Regions from separate parts of the Mus musculus genome. Here region 2 is linked to region 1. Evidence: chromatin contacts called from public promoter capture Hi-C data. All regions are on one chromosome and are shown on one strand. Each heading gives the region's core, a stretch centred on a gene start, on an enhancer-like site or on the middle of the called end of the contact. The rest is flanking DNA. Distances are from core to core; before and after follow the strand shown.

The links. Promoter capture Hi-C pulls out the DNA fragments that hold promoters and counts their contacts.
Region 2: a contact with region 1 is called in a promoter capture Hi-C map of hippocampal neurons, with 4 times the contacts expected there. The contact joins the enhancer-like site here to the promoter of Ppp2r3a in region 1. A contact is called at or near these places in 1 of 39 promoter capture datasets (hippocampal neurons), 4 of 115 datasets of contacts at active chromatin or transcription factors (astrocytes, embryonic hindbrain, embryonic stem cells and 1 more) and 1 of 9 other capture datasets (embryonic stem cells).

Annotation. Positions count from the first base shown.
Region 1 is chr9:101,250,380-101,254,217 of GRCm38.p6, reverse strand. It overlaps Ppp2r3a (protein phosphatase 2, regulatory subunit B'', alpha), which reads left to right and starts at 2,386. Exons shown (of 14, transcript NM_001161362.3): 1 at 2,386-2,556.
Region 2 is chr9:102,253,935-102,257,791 of GRCm38.p6, reverse strand. The region is part of intron 1 of Ephb1 (Eph receptor B1); the gene reads left to right. Among named protein-coding and RNA genes, the nearest start is that of Gm31233, 45 kb to the right of the region's middle. Within about 2 kb of position 2,086, at least 4 of the 459 cell types and tissues checked have an H3K27ac peak or open chromatin away from gene starts, as enhancers often do. A contact at or near this core is called in hippocampal neurons, where this site is marked.

The DNA of each region.
Region 1 (3,838 bases), core at 1,137-3,636:
TGTAGAAATAGCTCTTATAAAACATGTGTGGAAAGTTTGAATACCACATCATATATTAAGAAACTGTACATCTTTAGAAATCATTAATTGAAATAGATTCCTTAGTAATTTTGTGATTGTATTTTAAAGTAGGTCTTACCAGTTAATGATGCAGAGTGAAATATTTACAGGTGAAATAATACTCTGAATATGAGTTTCTTCAAAATAACCCAGAGAAGCAAAGAAAACATACAGATGGAACAAATTAGCCAAAGAGTAATAATTGTTAAATTTGAGTGAAAGTGCACAACATTTCTTGTTCTTTCTATTTCTGAATTTTTTACTCTGTATGTTTGCAACAAAACCATACGATATTTGACATTATTCTTGCTGTATATTTTTTCATCATAAAGTTGTTCAGATGTCCCCTTCCCTGAGAAAATGTATACCATTTTCTCTCCCTACCACAAAAGAACTCTGTTCAAGACTATTCCTCTATTATGATAACAAATTTCTCATTTATTCTCAAATATTTCTTTATTTCTTGACTATGCACAAAGACTGTACATTCTATCCATAACACCTTCCTTAGAGACTGGAGTTCAATAACTGTGATAAGTTGGTAATTCACTAAGATAGAGGATGGTTCTATTGTATTGAATCAAATTTCCAGGCATGAAATTGTGTCCTTTTCTGGAACAGGGGTTTTATTTATTTACTTCCTACTTATTGAGACAGATTCTCATGCAGCCCAGGCTAGCTGACTTGTTATGACCCGTAGCCAGCCTTGAACTTCTAATCTTCTAGAATTGCAGGCATGCTCCTCCACACCCAGGAGGGATTATGTCCTTTTCATTCCAGTGGACTGTGTAAGTAAATGGAGGGCAAAGGCCCCACAGGAGTCCAAAGGTAAAGGCAGGGGGTAAGGTGTTGAAGTTCTGTGATTCTCTGTGTACTTCCTGTCCTTACCATCAAAAACTGTTCTGTGACCTTTGTCACTTCTTTGTGTCTTGCCCTTCCTTCTTCACAGGATTGTTCTGACACAAAAGAAGATATTCAACGCGGTATGGTGAAGGACTTTTAAAATAGGAAAGTATAAAGTTGGGTGTGTGATGGTTTTTCTTCTTTCAAGACAACGAAGACCACATTCTAGCTATTAAAAAGATTAACTTGGTGAAATGACTCAGGATGTAGAGCCTGTTTGAGGCAATTTTATATACATTTTTCTTTTAAAAATAAAAATATATTTCTTATAATCAACCTTACACATAGCTACAGAATGTGAAATTGTATACATTTTGTATGCACCATCTATACCTAAATGTATGTACACATCACATATGATTTCACATGTACACATAAGGCACTCTGTAAGCAACTGTTGTTTTGCTAAGAAATGTTGACAGAAAGGAAGAGATAAAACACGTACGCAGAGCCTGTTCTCACAGTTTGCCTAATGCCTGGCTCTTTAAAGTCTTATCTACATCTGGTTCTTCACCTCTACGTGACCAAATGTCACGTACTGTTCCTTCCCCTGACTGGCTTGCTTGTTTTACCTATGTGCTTACATAATGATTGATTGACTTTTTAATTTAGAATTGAACTGCATTATTTTTATTGTTTAGCTGTGGTACTCATGTAGCCCAGGTTGGCCTCAAAGTAGCAGCAATGTCACCAAAGTTCAAACACTTGGAACTTCTTGTTCTCTATCTAGCCTCCTCCACCTCTGCAGAGCTTTGCAGACATACATTACCTCTCCCAGTTTATGTGGTTTTATCCTCGTTTACTATACCAACGGGGTTACATCCCTAGCCCAGTCAGCCCATTTATTTCCCACTTTTAGTAAAAGCAAACCTCGCTTATTATTTTAGCTAGGGTCAAAGCTTAAGAAATCAAAATTGCAAATGTTTCAGAACACTCCATTAAGTTGTGCATTTGTTTTACATAGCTTTGTTTATTTAACAATTTTTATTCTGTTAACAATTCGCTTAAAATAAATAAATAAATAAACTCTTCGTTCAAAATTCACACAACTTGGGTTGAGCGAATAGGAGCATGCTGGTGTGGGCCACAGTAAGAGTGTAGACTGTAGTCAGATGGGATAGCCTCCCGGAAGAGCAGGACAGTTATCGAAGAGGACAGTAAGAAGGGTAATAAAAATAATGACGGCCATCATAAAGTGTATACTCTTAACATGAAATTCAGTCCCCAAATAGTGCGAATAGCCTTCTCCATTACACTAAGTAAATCACAGCGGCGGCCGAGGCGACGGCTCTCGCAGTGCCCCTCAGGGCCCCCTTTCGGAGGAAGGAGAGTGGGAGGAACCCAGCACGGCCAGGTGGGCGGGGCCGGGGCCGAGGGGGCGTGTCTGGTGGGCGGGCCTGTGGCGCTAGTGGGCGGGGCTGTGGCGCTGGCGGGCAGCTAAGCTGCTGGGCGGCTGGGCGGGGCGCGCTCAGGCCTCGGCTCCTCACGCGCGGCGTAAGCGGCCCAGACCCCGCGCTGCGGGAAGCCGGGGTGGCGTGTGCGCGTCGCCTGCGAGCCGAGGCAGCCGCGGGAGGAGGAGCAGCGGGCACTGAGGTAGGCGCACAGACGCGGGGCCTTAGGCCGGTTCTCCTTGGGAGCCCCCGGCCCTCCACGGGCTGGCGAGGCCGAGGGGCGGCGCACAGAGACCGGGGCGGGCGGGGCCGGGGGCGGGGTCTGGCCTGGCCGCAGGGGCCGCGCGCGGTGAAGGGACTCCTGGTGGAGCGCAGGCACGCCACGCCAGAGGACTCCCGGGGCTGGCGGCCGTGGAGAACGGTGGCCCGGGAGCTCCGCGGAGGAGGCCAGGGGGCCGGATGGCCGGCGCCTCCCACCTCGCGGGACGCCCGGGCCGGGAACTCGTTAACAGGAAAGCTTGGCAGGGCAGCAAATGCCAAGGTTCTGGAAGAACTGAGAGTCACGTCGTTAGGCGCTGAGGCTTTATTTTCCTTCCCCGCCCCCTGCCCGGCCTCGGCCCGACTTGGCCAAAGAAGGATGTGTCACCAGTTCGGGGCTGCGGGCGGGATCCCAGCCACTCTGGGCACAGGGGCACCTGAAACAAAGGTATCGGGCGACCGAGTGGCTGAGCTGCGAGCACCTCAGCCGGTCCCACGGTCGCGCCGGCCGGGCTGCAGGCTTGAGGGGCGTTCTCCTTGGGGACCGCTCGATGGAAACCAGCTGGCCCGGCTTGGAGTTGATGTTGCATCGGAACTGTGTTGTGCTCACATTATTTCCATTCCTCCCACTCTGATAAAGCCTAGGGAAATTTTATCCCGCTTGATGGTCTGCAGATGCAGAGGGGGGAGGACAAATTGCTGTTTGTAAATTATAAGGTATTTTCTTTGTAGAAAATAGTTTAAGAACATAGAATAAATGCTTGAACACGTAAGCGGAGAGGATGATTTGTAGTGCCTTTCAAAATTGGAAAAGAGTTCCTCCACGGATCTTCAGTTATGTACAAAACGTCCCCCGCCTCTTTGGTGCCAGGCATTTTTCTTTGTTCTTCCTTAGTGTCTGGCCTCAGTTTCTTGTAAACAGAGCATCAAGCACAGGGACCCTAAGAATTGCCATACTAGGTCAGAGCATGGGCGTCCAGCTAAGCAGGCAGCAGGCTCGTGTTGTAGTAAACACAGGGCTTTCCTTGGCATCGTTAAAAATTATCTCAGTTTCTTTCACTGGTCTCCATGACGATTACTGAAAGCGTTCTTAAAAATCTGTAGACGGCTCCTGATTTGCATGCAATTTATTCACGTTTATTGCATTCAAAAGGCTGTCTCACCACTTCTGACAAAACTTATGGCATGAGATACTCGTGAGAGGGGAAAAATGGATCTTTTACACA
Region 2 (3,857 bases), core at 837-3,336, 1.0 Mb before region 1:
CTCAGGTAGGGTTAGGAATAATCAAGAAGCTGGGATATTCTCTGACTTCAACATTTTTCTGTATCTGGTAGAAGAGAATTGTATCAGGAGTTGCTGAGGTGATGAGGAGATACAAGCCTCCTCAGGAGAGTAGCCGAACAGGTTCTTCAGGATGCTGAGGAAAATAGGATGTGTTAAGAGATGCCACCCACAGGGCATTCCACCTTGAACATCTTCACTGGGGACTAAAATCCTTAGTTAGTTATTCTTTCACTAACTTCAGCTCTGGGAGTCTAAGACTGAGCATAATTTTGTAGGGGTCCTCAGGACTTAGGCTTGAAGACTACTGCACATGCAGCTAGGCATTCATACCACTACCTCTGGTATCAACAAACTTTCGGTACTTTCTTGCAAGTCTGCCCAGGTAGGTTTACTCTCTCACTTCAGGAACTAGTCAGCACAGTCTCTGGGGAATAGGAGAGGGGATGGAAGAGCTCCAGCTTGTGAACAGCCAACCAAGGGAAAGATCTAAAGCTTAGTTTGTTATCAGGAAACAATTACATCATTCTGAAGGAAGAGGTGATCGGTGACACACCAGTTGGGGAGAAAATAGTGATAGTCACAACCACTATATACCCCCTATCATGAGATCTACTATAGCATCATCTGGTGTCAGTGTGTTGGGAGCCTCGGTAATCCCAAAAGGAAGACCCTGTGATCACTCCCTGTGTGTCTCTAGTCCACCGAGCACGAGGGGAAGGAGCGAAGTAAGGGCAAGTTCAGCAGCCAGAGGTGTAAATCAACGTCTAGTCCAGTTCTGAGTCCCTGGGATGCTTTCTCTGCAGCTCATGCACAGCTTAGAGTGGCTTTTCCTGTGGCTAACCTCCCCTGACCACCCTGCCGTAAAGTAGCCAGTTCCCATCATTTCTATTGCAGTGTTGACTGACACCTTGAGTGGATAAATGTTCTTCTTCTTTTGGGAGCCTTTGTTCCTCATCACAGGCCTTCCTTCGTCTTGACTTGGGTACTCTGGGGTAAGCTACAAAGGGAAGATGGAGGCTGGTTTGGGGTACTAGTTCTAATCACTGTGTCTATAGTCCCTCATTGGGGAGGGATATTTTTCTGCTTAGGTAGCTGGAGCTATCTGTGCCATGGCCAATGGAAGGTCTCCAAAGCCCTGTCTGTGGAAATTTCTATTCCCATCATCTGCCAAGACAGCGTAGACTGGATAAGACGGCCAAGGCTGGACAGTCTTTGGCTTCACCATTCGTCACTAACCTTCCCTTGAGTAGTCATGACTTAGGGACGCAGGTGGATCCTGAAAAGGGCAAATTGTCATTTCTCTTATGCCAGATGGGATGGATTGGGGTTGAAGACTATCATACCTGGGTGGCTGGATGTGCCCAGGAGTGAGCAGAGTGGCCAGACGTGTGCAGATGATGTGCAGTCCCAGCCAACCAGCCTCGTGCCCAGTCTTTGTGTTCTCAGCAACCCACCATTCCAGGTGCTATCCTGGAAAATGGGCTTTGTGAACACACACAGTTTCAGATGAGAAGAATCACTTGATCACAGGAGGCACCGCGTGCTGATAGCAGGGCTGTGCTGGACTGGGCTGTGTATACTCTCAGCTGGTTTCCACAGATCCTCTTCCTACCGACCATGTCATCTAAAATCTGAGCCCCATATGACAGGATTCAGCATCTCTCTGTGCCTGGTGGATGGCCAGTCCTGAATACCACCCCCTTCCCTGGCAAACAACTATAGAGTCTGCCCGTGAGCAGGTGATGTGGGCCTCGGCACGATCTGTAGTTTTGGAAGCAGGCTTGTGTTTTCTAGGCATCCATCTGTGAGAGGAGAGGGGAGAGATGTCTGTGCAGGCTCCATTGCTTACGGAGGAAAACATGGGTGCTTGTGTAAAGACTCCCTCTCGGGGCTGTCTGTTTTCAGGAGAAGTTTCAGGGCTTCTGGGGACATGAAGCCAGCCATAATGGTCTCAGAAACACCTTGATGTCTCCTTCCTTTGTTGGGAGGAAGCTGTGTGGTACCAACTGTGCCACATGTGAGCATACTGCTTGGGGCTTGTGGGCTCGGTCCTGGATGCTCCTGGCACTGGCAGCATGTGGGCAGGCAGTGAGGGGAAGACTTTGTATGGACAGCATAATCTAGACAAGGCTGAGATCCAACTTTGGAATGCCTAACCGCTAAGGAAGACACTCTCACTCTCATCTGCCATTCCAGCTTTTTTTTTTTTTTTTAATTTCTCATGTGTTAGTCTATAAGATGGAGGGATTGAAGAAAGCTCAGCACCTCTTCACAGTACCAAAGGGGCTCATAGGGCACTTCCCAGGATTAGAGGTAGGAACGCATTGTCTTAAATTTGTAACACATGACGTTCGTCTCGGCCCAGGGGCCATAAAGTGTTTTTTACTGAGTATTCTAGGCCGTGTGAGGCTTGGTCCAACTGTGGCTACCCTGATATGTTCCTCCATCTCTGTCAGTTTTCTCAAGTCCTTCCCTGGGCAGCTTGTTCACCACCAAGCTTTGGATCATTTGCTGTTACTGTCCTCTCTACCTGGAAAGCCCTTCTGTGTTTATTTGACTGGCGCATGTATTAAGCCCTAGTTAAGCTACTCCATCTCTTCTCTCCTTTCCACATGGTGGAATTTTTGGAGGATAGTATTTGTTACACCCTAAGAGTGATTTCGTTCCCTTTACAAGATGTAATCACACATACATGTACATGCATTTGTTTATTCATTATATAACTTATGTATGTATGCGTGTGTGTGTGGGTACACATGCTATGATGAGCATTTGGAGGTCAGAGTACAACCTGCATGGGTCACTTCTACCCTGAGAATCAAACTCAGGATGTCAAGCTTGGCTGAAAAGCCTCCCTAAGCCAGCTACATCGTCTCATTGTCCTCTTCCCTATTTCCAACCACCCAGACCACACTCTCTGATGTAGAACTTTTTGAAGAAATGGCCCCTCCACGTGGGAGGCAGCAGAGGATGTTCCAGAGTCTTGTCTGTGCTTGCTGAGTTTCTGAGGTGGTGGAAGACCGATCGACCTGGGTCTCTGCTTGTTGTAGACCAAGGAGGACAAAGGCTAAGTGGGTTACAGAAGCTGCTGGGATCTAAGCTAGGAGAATGAACGTTGGCTGTAGGCAAGACCGCGGTTGGCATCAGGATCTGGTTGTGGTATATTCTGTGGGTTTATTTTCTCAAACCTCTATTTTCCTTTCTGTAGAAACACTCACAGGGTGCTATGGGAATCATATGAAATAGTAAAGACAATGCCTACAGACATACTGGCATCTTTCTGGAGTGTTCAGGGAGTTCAGAACCTGGGTTTGGCTTGGCTGCTATACATGACGGCCGGCAGGGATGTCAATCTGCTCGAGAAGCTGAGGGAGGCAGCTGTGAAGGCGTCTCCATGCCTCCCACAGGGTCTAGCCCAGTTCAGGTACTTACTAGCTTCTCAAGTCTTATACGAGTTGAATAGAGATGGTGCTTTGGAGCCAGGAAGAGGCGGGATGAAAGTAGTGGTTAAGGGAGAAGTCCCTGGTGGTGGCCTGACTGTAGGGTGGATGTCCTGCCCATGGTGAATTAGAGTGGGAGGCTTGAACTGGCTTGGCTTGGCTCGTTCTCCCCACAGGCTCTTACCTGCTAGATGGGCAGCCACCAGTGGCTTGTATGGTGATCATCTTGTATTAGTTGTGGCACCTAAGCTAAAGCCACTCAGGAGGAGGAAAGGGAAAGGGCAAAGGGCATAGGTGGAAGACAAGGTAATACTCTAGGTAAAGGGAGCCATGCTACAAGGTGAGACTTGGATGTGAGAGGGGATAGGTAGGAGCTGAGGGCAACTTGGAGAAGCT